2 separate regions of the Mus musculus genome follow, and region 2 is linked to region 1. The links are chromatin contacts, called in public HiChIP or PLAC-seq maps. All regions are on one chromosome and are shown on one strand. Each heading gives the region's core, a stretch centred on a gene start, on an enhancer-like site or on the middle of the called end of the contact. The rest is flanking DNA. Distances are from core to core; before and after follow the strand shown. Region 1 holds the start of Dixdc1 (DIX domain containing 1). Region 2 holds the start of Layn (layilin).

Region 1 (6,373 bases), core at 2,787-5,286:
GTGTTGCAAGCATCAGATTAAAATACTTTGCTGGGTTGAGCTCAGTGCCAGAGTGCTTCCTTGGCACCTGTAGCCATAGGTTCAGTTCCTGGCTTCACCACTTAGTAATTAGGTCAGGAGCAAAAATCTTTACCCCCTAACCTCTCTTCATATGTAAATATCAACTGCTCACTGTAATTGTGACCATCACACGTATACATATTATTGATTCCTATAGGACATGGGACATAGTGAAATGAGATCAATTTTGCTATTCCATTAGAGATTTGAGTGGCTTTTAGTCTGTGGAAGTACTTGCCATTGCTGGTAAGATTGATGCAGGACTGACTGAGGTCCAGCAGACGCAGACTCTGAGAGAAGCAGGAACCTGTGGAAAGCAGTTTGCTGCAGTTAGTCCTTGCCTCCGCCCAGGCCTGCTGCAGTGGAAGGAAGGGGGTGCAGCTCCCAGAGTGCTTTGTGGCTATCCCATATACAGGCACTGCACTGTATGGATTATCGCCCCAGTCACTGTTCTAACCCACTTCCAATCTGACCCACTTACTGTCCCAGCTCTTTACTGACATTGCAGTAGCATGGAGTAGGGAGCCTGGAACAGAATATGTTCATGTTCCTCTGAGACATAGTTTATGAGCAATTTTACGTTATATGGACCAACAGAAATGTTGTGCTGTTTCTAATCATAAGATACACGCTGTGGTGAGATGGTTCAATGGGTAAGAGTACCCGACTGCTCTTCTGAAGGTCAGGAGTTCAAATCCCAGCAACCACATGGTGGCTCACAACCATCCATAACAAGATCTGACTCCCTCTTCTGGAGTGTCTGAGGACAGCTACAGTGTACTCATAATAAACAAACAAACAAACAAACAAACAAACAAATCTTTAAAAAAAAGATACACACTGTATTTGAGCTATTATAGTTTGAAGAGACGTCTCAATAGTCTGAAACAGAATATTTTGAAATTATGTCATCTATATTTACATGAATTTTAGTTGCCTAGTTGCCTTAGCTATATTTCAAGCATTCAGTAGCCCATGTGGCTAGAAACCACTATTTTGGACAGCATATTTCCATCTTAGAAAGTTATAATAGAAACTACTTCCCTAGGTTTTCAGGAACTATACTATTTATTTATTTATTTATTTAGCCATATGCCTTAAAACAAGTCACTTAGGAACTATACAATTTATGTATTTATTTATTTATTTTGTCATATGCCTTAAAACAAGTCATTTGTCGAGCACCCTGATGCCCTCTAGCATGCGTGGAGGGTTATTGAAAAGGACATGAGCTCAGGCCTCCAAGGGCTTTATTTAGATCTCAGCCACTGTAATGATTTACTGAGTGACCGTGAGCACCTCTCCTGATGTTGTCTCTTCCCTGCATGAAATAAGGTAATGGGCCAAATGAGATCTCTATTTTGAAGATTTGAAATTCAGTATGGGGACTGGAGAGATGGCACAGTAGTTAAGTGCACTCACTGCTCTTCCAGAGGACCCGAATTTGGTTTGCATCACCCCACACTGGGTTGCTCTCAACATCCTGTACCCCGGGGTACTCAACATCCTCTTCTGGTGTCTGATCTCCAAAGGGGACCTTCACACACATAGCACAGACACACAAATACATCGATTATATCTAGGCATGGTACTACGTGTCTGTAATCCCAGCACTTGGGAGGCAGAAACACGAGGACTAGGAGTTCAAGGTCATCTTTGGCTTTTTAGGCAGCTGGAGACCAGCCAGGGCTACCCACGGCCCTGCCTCAAAAGACCAAAATGATAAGCAAATCGGTTGCTTTGTAAGTCTTCTCTCCAAAGCACTGAGCTCCCAGGCGTTGTTCCCATCAAAGACTGGAGTTTTGAGAAACCGTGATTTCTTGGCATGGATGACTGTCTGTAGGCCTCCCTCTGATGCCCAAACTGACTTATATAAACTGAACATTTTGGTTTTTCATCATTAGGTATGTAGATGTGCCATGTGCAATTCTATGCCATTGCAAGTCTGCTCATAAAGGGCCCCATTGTCTTAAACATGGGTTAGTGAGTCTCCTGGTGGTATTTTGCCTTGGACTGAAGGAACAGTAGAGAGTCTTGGTGAACCACCCTGGCTAGCTGGTGGAGGACAGAGAGGTCTCTGACTTGCAGAGCGCTCAGGATCGGTTTCACTTGGTATTACTGCTTTCCTCTGGCTTCAGCCTGAGTGGAACAGTCAGGATTTAACCAGCTGAGCGACCAGCTCAGGGCAGGCTGACACTCAGCTTCCTGCTTCTTGTGGTCAAAGGCACTTTGTTTGTTTTTTCTTCCCCAGAAGAACTTTGTGTTTAGCAGCTTTAGATATCTAGTCAGGCTGCCCCAAGTAAGGGTTTTCTTATCCCCTAGTGACCCGAGGAGGAGGCCATTGGGTTAAATATGATTTAGTAGGCTCATTATAGACTTTTCTTGCTGAGGTCCTAATGGAGTCTGAGGGAGATACAGGATGGCTAGAAAATGGTTTGTAATTCCTTGATTATTGAGTTGCGTGTCCCTGACCAGCTGTGTCCTTGGACAAGGCTCTGATCTCCTCTGGGTCTTAACACTGTAATTTCTCCCTTTTGTCTAGGATCACAAGATGGAATGTAAAATGGACTTTCTTTCTCTCATTCTTTCTTTCTTTTTTAAGATCACTTAGTCCAAGCATGCAAATGACTAGTGTTCTTAAAAATAAACATCAGAGCTGTGACCTCAGCCAGGCCACACGAGAAAGAGGCTCTGTTACACCCAAGGGTGGATGCTTTTACCTGACAATGTACAAGGGCATTCTTGGTGCTTTATTTTAAAACTCACTTATAAAGTATGTGTTCCTTTCTTTCCTTCTTTCTTTCAAGAGCAGGTCTCATCTATATGGTCTGGAACTATATGTGGCTGACCTGGAACTTGCTATATAGACCAGGCTAGCTTTGGACTTAGAACCTCTAGAGTGTTGATCTGGTGTGTGTGTGTGTGTGTGTGTGTGTGTGCGCGCGCGCGCACGCGCGCGTGTATGTGCATGCATATGATAGGTGTATACCCCCATGCTGGCTCTTAGAAATTATTTTATTATAAAACCAATTAATTAGTGTGTGTGTGGGGGGGGTGAGCGTAATGTGTGCCTGTGCCCGAGAGATGTGAGTTCTCCCTTTCCACCTTTGCATGGCTCCAGGATTGAACTCAGGTGTCAAGCTTTTACAAGAGCCTTTATCCCCTGAGCCATCGTGCCCAATCTTACCCCTTAGCATTTATTTTGTAAAAAAGATAGAAGATCCTTGGTGTGCCTCTGACGTTTCTATTATGATGGTATGATTTGTTTAGCGCTGTTCAGTTACTTATAGTCTACAGTTACTTACAGAGCCCCAGCCCCAGCCTCTCTCCTCTGGCCCCTTTTTATTGTTATTTCTTGTCATTCTATTTCCTCTTATTTAAATTGCTTCATTCTCCAACCCCGAGTGGGAAAAGGTTGCTGGTTGTCTCACTCTCAAGCCCTGCGTGGAAAAAGGTTGCTGTTAGTCTGGAGAATGGAGTAAGGGGTGGGTGGGGTAATCCTGTGACTCACTCCTTTCCCCACCCACCTTGTGATGAGGTGCTTGCAGCCTTAAATGAGCAAAGTGACTACATACGTGTGTGTGTGTGTGTGTGTGTACGTGCGTGTGCGTGTGCGTGTGCGTGTGTGTGTGTGTGTGTGTGTGTATGTGCGTGTATGTGCGTGCACACGCTCGGGGACGCCCGCCTCCAAACGTGCAGTGTAGTGATTGCAGGCATATGCTCAGGCTGGCAAGCCCGCTTGTGTCAGCGCGGATGTGTGTGTGTGCTCACGCGTGTGTGAATGCTCGTTGCGAGCACCCGTGCGGAGCCTGCGTGCGCGCCCACGGCTTCCCCGCACTCCCTGGAGACCCGGGGCTGCCTGCTAGCGCCTCTTGCCTGTGCGCAGCGCGCGCCCTGCTGTTTCTATAGGAACCAGCACAGCGCCGGGCCCCTCCGGCTGCAGCCCGCGCGCGAGCATGCCCAGTGCAAGCCGCTAGTTTGGCTCGGGTCTAGGTTTCCAGTAAGTGGCATGCGGGACTCCAGAGAGCTCCCAGGGAGCTGAGCTGATCGCCTTTGTGTACAGAGGGAAGAGACGGTGGCGTGACCCCACCCGGGAAGCCCCGCGGCAGGAACAATGCTAGCCTGCTTGACCCGCGGGAACTTACTGGACGTCCTGCAAGAGGGCTTCAATGAGGTAACTGCCCTGCTCCTCCCACCCCCAGCTCCCGGTCACCCCGCGCCTCCCGCCTAATCTCCCGAAGGGAATCCTGGGGGGCGGTGAGGGGCATCCTCCCGGGGAGCCCATTTAAGAGCCTGGGTGGTAGAGTCAAGGAGGTAGGTGTGGTGCAGATGCATCAACCCGAGGACATCAGAAAGGCGGTGGGCCTCCTCTAAACTGGAGGGATTGAGTACCTTCCCGAGGTGGGAAGGGCAGGCAGGACTACGGACTCAGAAGGCATCTTCTTGCCGAAAAGGTGGTCCCCACGCCTCCCAGGGACTCTCCAGGGACATCCTAGAGGGAAGCCCTGAACAGATGCGGCAGAGCTCTATTTCAGGCGCTAAGCGGATGAGTCACGGGAGGGGTGCGGTGGCGTGGCATTGGTAGAAAGTTTGAAAGAGGGTAGGAGACTGTGGGTGGTCCACATGAGGGGTGAATTTCCTGAATCCTGCACATCCACGTGCGAATTTCCTGAATCATGCACATTAGATTTCTCCACCACTGAGGAGGACAAGGTTGGCTGAGAGGACCAACCTGGGCCTCAGGCCCAGTTTCAGGAGCTAATATTAGTGTGATTCCCTTCTGTGAGAACTGTGGTGGGGAGCTGCAACCTGACAGGAAAGGTGGGCCAGGATTGACCCAAGCAGGCTCTGTTTTCTCTTCAAAAGTTTCTCTCAGAATTCTGTTACCTCTTCCATTTGCTTCTTTTGTGACTCAGGCTACTCTTGTTTGCTCCTCAGTCATCCTTTGGTTGCTTTAGGCCTGCAGCCGCAAAGGCATAAGCTATTGGTCATGGCTTCCTGCCTTTTCCCTCAGTTCACCTTTCCCTTCTCTATGGGTTTCTTAAATTTCAGATTGTGTGTGTGTGTGTGTGTGTGTGTGTGTGTGTGTGTGTGTGGTGGGGGCCTTGGGGATGCTACCAAGGTGTTTTACCAGTACTCCACTCCTCCACCCTTTACAACAGCCCTTGTGTTTTTAGAATCAGTTTTTAGTCAGATAATATAAACAGCCCTGTGTGCAGGGGTGACTGAAACTAGGACCTTGCAGTATGACTAGGGGCTTGATCACTGAGCTACATCCTAAACCCATTCTCTTCTTAAATATTAACATTATGGACAAGATGGACGAGCCTTTGTGCCCTTGCCGTCTCTCACCCCCTTCCCAACCTTTCCCCTAGAGGCAACCAGCTATTCTCATGAATTTCCATGTAGGTTTTTTTTTTTTCTACAGCTGCACGGCAGGCTTCCCCCTTGATCCCTGTTTCTAATTAGGAGATCCTACATTCTGACCTGCCTTAGAACCTTCCCCAGTCCTGGCCCCTGTGCCCCAGCCTTATTCCTGACACACACAGAAAAAAAAAAATCTAATGGAAACATTCTGCCACTGTGACCAACTGTGCTGGAATTTTCCTTTGGCTGAGGGGTGTCACAACCTTCATTAAAGGGCAGAGCTTGTATCCTGCCTGCCCGGCAGGCCTCCTCGTCTTCCCATCACTCTTGACTGAACACATGTAAGGGAATCGCTAACAAAGAGCTACAGACCCAGAGGTGAACACAGAAAAGCCAGGAAGCACACCTCTTCTAGTGTCTGCAGGATTCTCAGTCATCTACCCTCACTCTCAGCCCCAGGGCCTTCTCTGCTCCTTCTCTGCGTAAATCCTGCTCATTCACTAGTCGGGGTAAAACCTCCTTTGGTCCTCTCCTGGCCTCTCCCCCTTTTCTATTTTAGCCCAGCTCACTGGTGTCAGAACCCACCTTCTGACACCAGCTGGCACAGAGCCAAGTCCTCGTCCGTGCTTTCTGCTGCTTCTCCATCTCTAAGTCTTCATCTAAAGACCCACACAAGAACAAAGCGGCCTGGCTGTCATTTCTGTGTCTCTGTACATGAATGTTGCCTAACATTCACTTCTTCCAAAACAAGGGGACAGGAGAGTGGAAGGTAATTTTACCCCCTGTGGTGGTAATGGAGTCTTCCTAAAAACAACACTCAGACAACTTTATAATCAATTCTTCCATTCAGAACAATTCAGCAATGTGTCTTGGCCTCACTGATATTGGAATTGTCTACCCATCCCATAAATTGCCCTCTCTGCAAACCAATGTACATTTTCTCCTT
Region 2 (6,373 bases), core at 2,700-5,199, 350 kb before region 1:
TAAAGCCTTCTTTTAAAAATACTCCTTTTCCAAAATGTGGTTTATGCCATTTGTAGAACAGGTCTGAAGCCAGAGCTGAGCTGCTACTGGGTCCATGAAAAAAATGGGCCTAGCTGGCTGTGTCTTATACACAGCTGCATAATCCTATTGACAGCCCACCTCTGGCATATACTGGAGAGCAGACAGTTAAGGATTTGTTCCTTCTACACATCAAAGCATCCTGTGTATACTGGCACAGTGAAGTATTTCTCACACAGGTGGCGATCATGGAGACTGACAGCAGGTTGTCAAAGTCTGAAGTTCTATATCATACAACTAATGTCTTTTTCTCTGATTCTACACTCACTGGGAATTCTTTCATTGCCGAAAGGAAGACAATATGCTCTGCAGGCCAACCACTGGTTTACCCTAGGATTATAATCCTCTGTGTAAACATATTACAAGTTAAGCAGCTGTCTTAGTTAGGGTTTAACTGCTGTGACCAGACACCATGACAATGGCAACTTTTTAAATTTTTTTAAAGATTTGTTTTATGTTTATGAATTTACTGTCACTTTCTTCAGACACATGAGAAGAGGGCATCAGATACCGTTACAGATGGTTATAGTCACCATGTGGTTGCTGGTAATTGAACTCAGGACCTCTGGAAGAGCAGTCAGTGCTCCTAACCGCTGAGCCATCTCTGCAGTCCCTAAGGCAACTCTTATAAAGAACAACATTTAATTGGGACTGGCTTACAGATTCAGAGGTTCAATCCATTATCATGAAGGCAGAATATGGAGGCATCCCAGCAGACATGGTTCAAGAGGAGTTGAGAATTCTACATCTTATCTGAAGTCTGCTAGCAAAATACTGGCTTCCAGGCAGCTAGATTGAGGGTCTAAAAGCCCACGTCCACAGTGACACACCTACACCAACAAGACCACACCTACTCAAACAGGGCCACACCTTCTAATAGTGCCACTCCCTGGGCCAAGCATATACAAACCATTACAGCCATCATCATCCAAACACCTAAAATCTGACTTCTTCCAGAGGTTCTGAGTTCAAAAAGGAGTCGAGTATCCACAGTCCAAAGTGTTTTGAGTGCTGGTATGCTATCAGAAGTAGAAAATGTGTCTTCAGTGGACCTGAATAAATGCAGATACACTAAAAGTATCATAGAAGGTACTAAGGAAATGGCTTGGTGGCCATGAGTGCTTCTCACATAAGCATGAGAACCTGTGTTTGGATCCCTAGCATCTCCACAAAAGGCCAGACATACAATATCAGCACCTACAATCCCAGTCTTGGAGGCAGAGACTGGAGGATCTGTAGAGGTGACATGGCTCTCACTAGCCTACCAATCTAGGCAATTGGTGAGCTCCAAATTCAGCAGAGACATAGTCTCAAAAAGTGATATGGATAGTAAAATAAGCACAAAATAAGAAGTGGAGGAAGACACCCAATGTCACCCAATGTCTGGCCGCCATAAGTCATGCATAAGTACACACACACACACACACACACACACACACACACACACACAAATGCATACATACATGTACCACACATACAAAGCACAGAAATTGTATTATAGAACATTACTTTCAGACTGTGTTATAAGATGTATAGGAAACAATTCTGGGTTTGAAATTGGGTCTTATCACCAAAATATCTCATTATATATGTGTGAATATTCCAAAGTGCAAAAAAAGCATTTTAACTGGTTTTTTAATTAACTTTGAGCTCATCAAGCTGAGGAATGGATCCTGGGCCAAAGAAATTTTACCAAGGAAAATAACGCATTATGAGTTTTCTTGTCAACTAGCCCTCCCACAGTGGCACATGCCTGAGTTGCCAGGAATAACAGGTAGTTCTTACTACAACAGGACCACTTAACAAAGAGTTCTAAAGCAATCTTTGGAGCTCATACAAGGTCAGCTCAGGTTCTGACTGATCTGATTCCAGGCTACTTGAAGCACTCTGCCAATGGACTGCATCACATACCACCCTCTTGGGGACACTCATGAACCAGTAGGATATCTGAGGCCTGCTCCTCTCAGAGAGTCAGACGATGAAAGAGAATAAGAACAGGAAAGGGGTTTTCTGCTGTGGGCTCCAAGTCCTGGTTTATTCCATTGATTAATAACTCTCACGGCCTAGGGAAACATTCTACTTTTTTAGTAAAGAGAACTCTATTAGCATAATAAAGAATATGTATCCTGGGAGGTGGGAAGTATTGGGGTCATTACTGTAAGCCACTACACTCAGTTAATTGCATCTGCTAACAAAGCCCCGATATGGACCAAAGTCAGAGTGTCAAAGGGAGAACTGAAGACACAATTATTTAAAGCAATGTGGTAGTTTCATAAGTGAAACAGATCTTGTAATATTAGAAATAAATTATTTAAGATGACATTAAGTCAAGTATAACTGCACATTTTCATACATATTTGCCTCGGCAAACCATCACAAAACTGTTATGGCAATTATTAATGCCATCAAGATATATAATGAATAAAATGACTTGCCAACGGACACACAGACACCAAGGAAATGCAGCGTTTCAAGCAGACCATCAGGTGCCACTTCTGTGTCCCACCACCACCACAGTTGCTTTGCTGGGGAGACAGTCTAGAGAGAATGGTTGGTGTGAGATAGTCTAACCGGAACACAGGAAAGGGTTGCCAGTCCCCACCTGTTGGTGCCGGGGTTCTGTAATCACACAGCTCCTGCTCTGTTCTCAGCTGGAGCTAAGACAGATCCATCCCTACTCCTGCTTTATCTCAGGCCTGTTTAGAACAAGTGTGTCAAGAGTGTGGAAGCACCTCTGCTTCGTTTCTTAAAAGATTTATTTATTTGCATTTTATGTGTTGTGGGTGTTTTCCCAGCATGTATGTATGTATGTATGTGCATCACATGCAAGCCTCGTGCCTCTGGGCCAGAAGAAGACAGGAGATCCCTGGAACTGGAGTTACAGTTGATTGTGAGCCACTGCCCGGTGCTGGGATTGAACCCAGTCCTATGCAAGAGTAATGACTGCTCTTAACCACTGGTCCATTTCTCAGGGCCCCTTCTCTGCTTTTCTGACTGCTCTGCTGAAAAGCTGGATAAACAGGAAAACAGAAGCAAACTGGAACCAAAATCCAGAAGGCAGTAACCGAGATGTGGTTTCTGCTACGCTTCGCAATACCATAGTATACCGGAAAGATCAATGAACTCTCAGCTTTCTACTTCATAGATTTTCGATGGGAGACTGGATCTACTGTGCGAATGTATTTGAGAACACACATGTAAACACAACTACTGTGGGAGTGTAAAGGGGAGCATACACTTGGGTTGGTTATGAAAGCTTCCATAGGAAGAATAGGATCATTCTTTGCAACGGGAGTCATTTTTCTGTCCACCAAAAGCTGAACTCCACTAAACCACTCCTATCTTCCAATATGTGCCCTACACAAAGCAAAGTGTCTTTCTGGTTGAGATCTGGAATACTCTAGCTTCTGCTGGAGGTCTCCCTCAGGCCAAGTCTGAAATGCCTCTAGTCAGTAGACACACTGCCTGCTTGAGAATCTGTTCCTCCCTTGCTCAAGTTCTTTCCCAGGTGCTGCCCTGGTCTGACGCTTACTGTGGTGTAAGTAGGGGTTTTGCTACTTTAGCCCACTAGAGCTGGGTAGTGATGAGGGCAAGAGGCTATACTGTTTGAAAGTACAGTACCCGCTTTCCACCTTCTGGGAGTTCAAAAACTAGTGGGATTTTTCTCTTAGGCAAACTCAGAATCTCCCTGGGCGGCTCTCTGCAAAGAGCGGCCCCTTCCGTTGGCTACTCCCCCTGAGTTAGCAGTTTCTGGAGTCCAGAGCACTAGACGTTGGGGGCGGGCCAGCCCAAGGGGCTGCCTTCCCCCGCAGTGACGTCCCAGGGGGTGGATGGGCAACCAACGACTCAGAGCCCTCCCGGACTCCGCCCAGTGCGGGGTCTGTGGATCCTTGGGAGATGCAGCTGCCTTGGTTGCAGTTGCTCAAACGCAGTCGTCTACTTGCCCACTTCTCTGCCTTAGTCCCAGGGTGTCGGGAGGCACTGGAGTCCAGCCATGCAGCCGGGAGCAGCGCTGCAGGCTATGTTGCTGGCGGTGCTGCTGGCCAAACCGAGGGATTCGAAGGGTCGCCTGCTGAGCGGTGAGTGTGTGTCCTGGGGGAGAGGGCTGGTGCCAGAGCACCTGGGGTTGATGCACCCAGTAAACCTCAGCAGTTGAGGACTGTCTTCAGGGTCACTGCACCCTGGCCCCTTTATGTAGTGGGGCAATCCCCAGATCCAACCCCGGACCCAATCAGCCTTCTTGAATTCTCTGCTTCCAGGGAGCAAAAATGCAACCAGCTCCAGTTCCTGGGGCCACCCTAGGTATCCGCAACGCTGGAAGTCAGTTCTCTCCCCGGGGTTACTAAGGGGTGAGGAGGATGTAGCTTGGGTGGGGCAGTTGGCAAACTTCTTCCAGTGAGTGCCCCTTGAGCGCCATGCTGCCTGGACCCTTCTAGTGGAGGCAGCCGATCCTGGATCCGCAGGGCTATGGGAACTGTACCTGTTACTCTCCTCTGAGGGGAGGGTGGCTGGCCTGGAAATGCTTGGAGATTGGGAAAGCGCCTAGTTAGCCAGGAACCAGCCCTGCCAGGCTCCAAGAGTGACTCTCTGCTTCCTTCCCTGTGTGTGTGTCACTGCAGCCTCGGACTTGGACCCCAGAGGAGGTACAGTGGTCCGACTTCTTTCTTGTTCCACTAGGTCTGCATGGGGCGCGGGGGTGGGGGGGGGGGTTGGGGGGTGGGTGGGAGGAGCGTGGGCGGGGAGCGATCGGTATCTTTTTATCAGGTTCCCTTTGGCCAAGAGGGATGGAGTAGAATTGGAATCTCCACTGTATTCTAGCTTGTGGGTCTGGTTTAAGAAATCTAACTTTGGTTTCAGGATTGGGAGGGGGTGTTTGGCTAAGCAGAGGAGCTGCTGACGCCACTGGGAGGGTTAGGGCTGCATGGCTCTGTGCTTGGTGACAGGAGACCTCCTGCCTGCCCTTCCCCTTCCTGCAAATGAGAAAAGAAAGACACTTCCTGAAGGCAGGGGAACCAGATGGGTCCTGGGCCTCCTTCCAGCTCTGGTACTCCCTAGAACTCACTAGCATACACTAGACATATGCCGCCAGCCTGGACCATACAGGAAACTCTATCAAGGTGTTAAGCTTTCTCTTGGCAGTCTGGCCTGGAAAGGCAGGCGGGACCACTAGTAAAAGCAACTGCAGCTTCTCTTGTACCAGGTTTGGGGGTGTTCAGGGCTCTTTGCAGTCCTCCAATGCCTGCATTCTCCTCTCTGGAACACTTCCCCGGTGAGAAGCCCAGCATCTGAGCACTCTCATCCGCTGGGAGCCTGTTCTGTTAGAAACCTCTAACAAGGCAGGCAAGTACAGGATGCTCCCAGCTCCTTGTCCACTGAGAGTTTATCAAAGCATGGAGATTTGGGGAGAATCTTGTATAGCTCCCTCATAGATAGCACTGTCTGTGGCCTTTTGGTTTGTATGCTGGACAATTAATGGACATAAAAAAAAAAAACCATCGTCTGGCTTTCTACAGAGCTGAAATCTTGGGGATATTAAAACATTCCAGAAAGTCTGACAATATAAAATCATTTACGCCTTCTTCCATGGCAGCAATTCACACCTGTAGCCTGAAGTTTGGCTCTTTCATTACAGGGACTGGTTTCCTTGTTGAAATTTGGTTTTTATTTTGTACCCTTACATCCAGAATCATGCTGTGGGCTCCTGTGGGTTAGGAATTGGCATTTCTGTATTCTCAATACCTAGCACACCAAGCGAGGGGGATTTACCCAATAAATGCTGACTGAACAGAGGGGTGACTGGGATGGGTTTCAGCTGCAGCAAGACTCCAGTCATCCAGATACAAGCTAGGGCAGCCTGTGCTAGTGAACAGCTTGCTACTTGCTGCTCAGTGGAATCTCATCCATTTTTCTGAAACAGTCTTCAGTCCTTCAAGTGTCAATCAAATGAGAGATGGGCTCCCAGTGCAAGCTGAGTCTGTAGGGGAATGTGGAGCCATCAAGACAGTTCAGTGGTTCTGGTATGACTCAATACTCAGATCTGGATTCTGCCTCTGCTAATGCTCCCGATAGTTTATGACAAATCACTTACTATGAGCTTCAGTTTTCTCACTTATAAAGTGAGACATAAACAGTCCTGACACAGAAGACTGTTATGAGAACCAAAGGAAATTATAAAACTTTGACCATAGCCTTGGGACATGGAAAGAGTTCAATAAACTCTAGCTATTGTCTTTAGGTTAGAGATCTGACCATCAGTAGCAGAAAACCCCACAAAAGCTCTTAGCTTCTGCTCACC

Evidence for each region. HiChIP or PLAC-seq counts read pairs in DNA pulled down with a chosen protein or histone mark.
Region 2: a FOXA1 HiChIP or PLAC-seq map of pancreatic cancer cells shows a contact between it and region 1. The contact joins the promoter of Layn here to the promoter of Dixdc1 in region 1. A contact is called at or near these places in 1 of 115 datasets of contacts at active chromatin or transcription factors (pancreatic cancer cells) and 1 of 9 other capture datasets (adipose tissue).

What each region holds. Positions count from the first base shown.
Region 1 is chr9:50,725,647-50,732,019 of GRCm38.p6, reverse strand. It overlaps Dixdc1 (DIX domain containing 1), which reads left to right and starts at 4,036. Exons shown (of 20, transcript NM_001374656.1): 1 at 4,036-4,234. The coding sequence starts at 4,175.
Region 2 is chr9:51,074,670-51,081,042 of GRCm38.p6, reverse strand. It overlaps Layn (layilin), which reads left to right and starts at 3,949. Exons shown (of 8, transcript NM_001033534.1): 1 at 3,949-4,157; 2 at 4,698-4,721. The coding sequence starts at 4,073.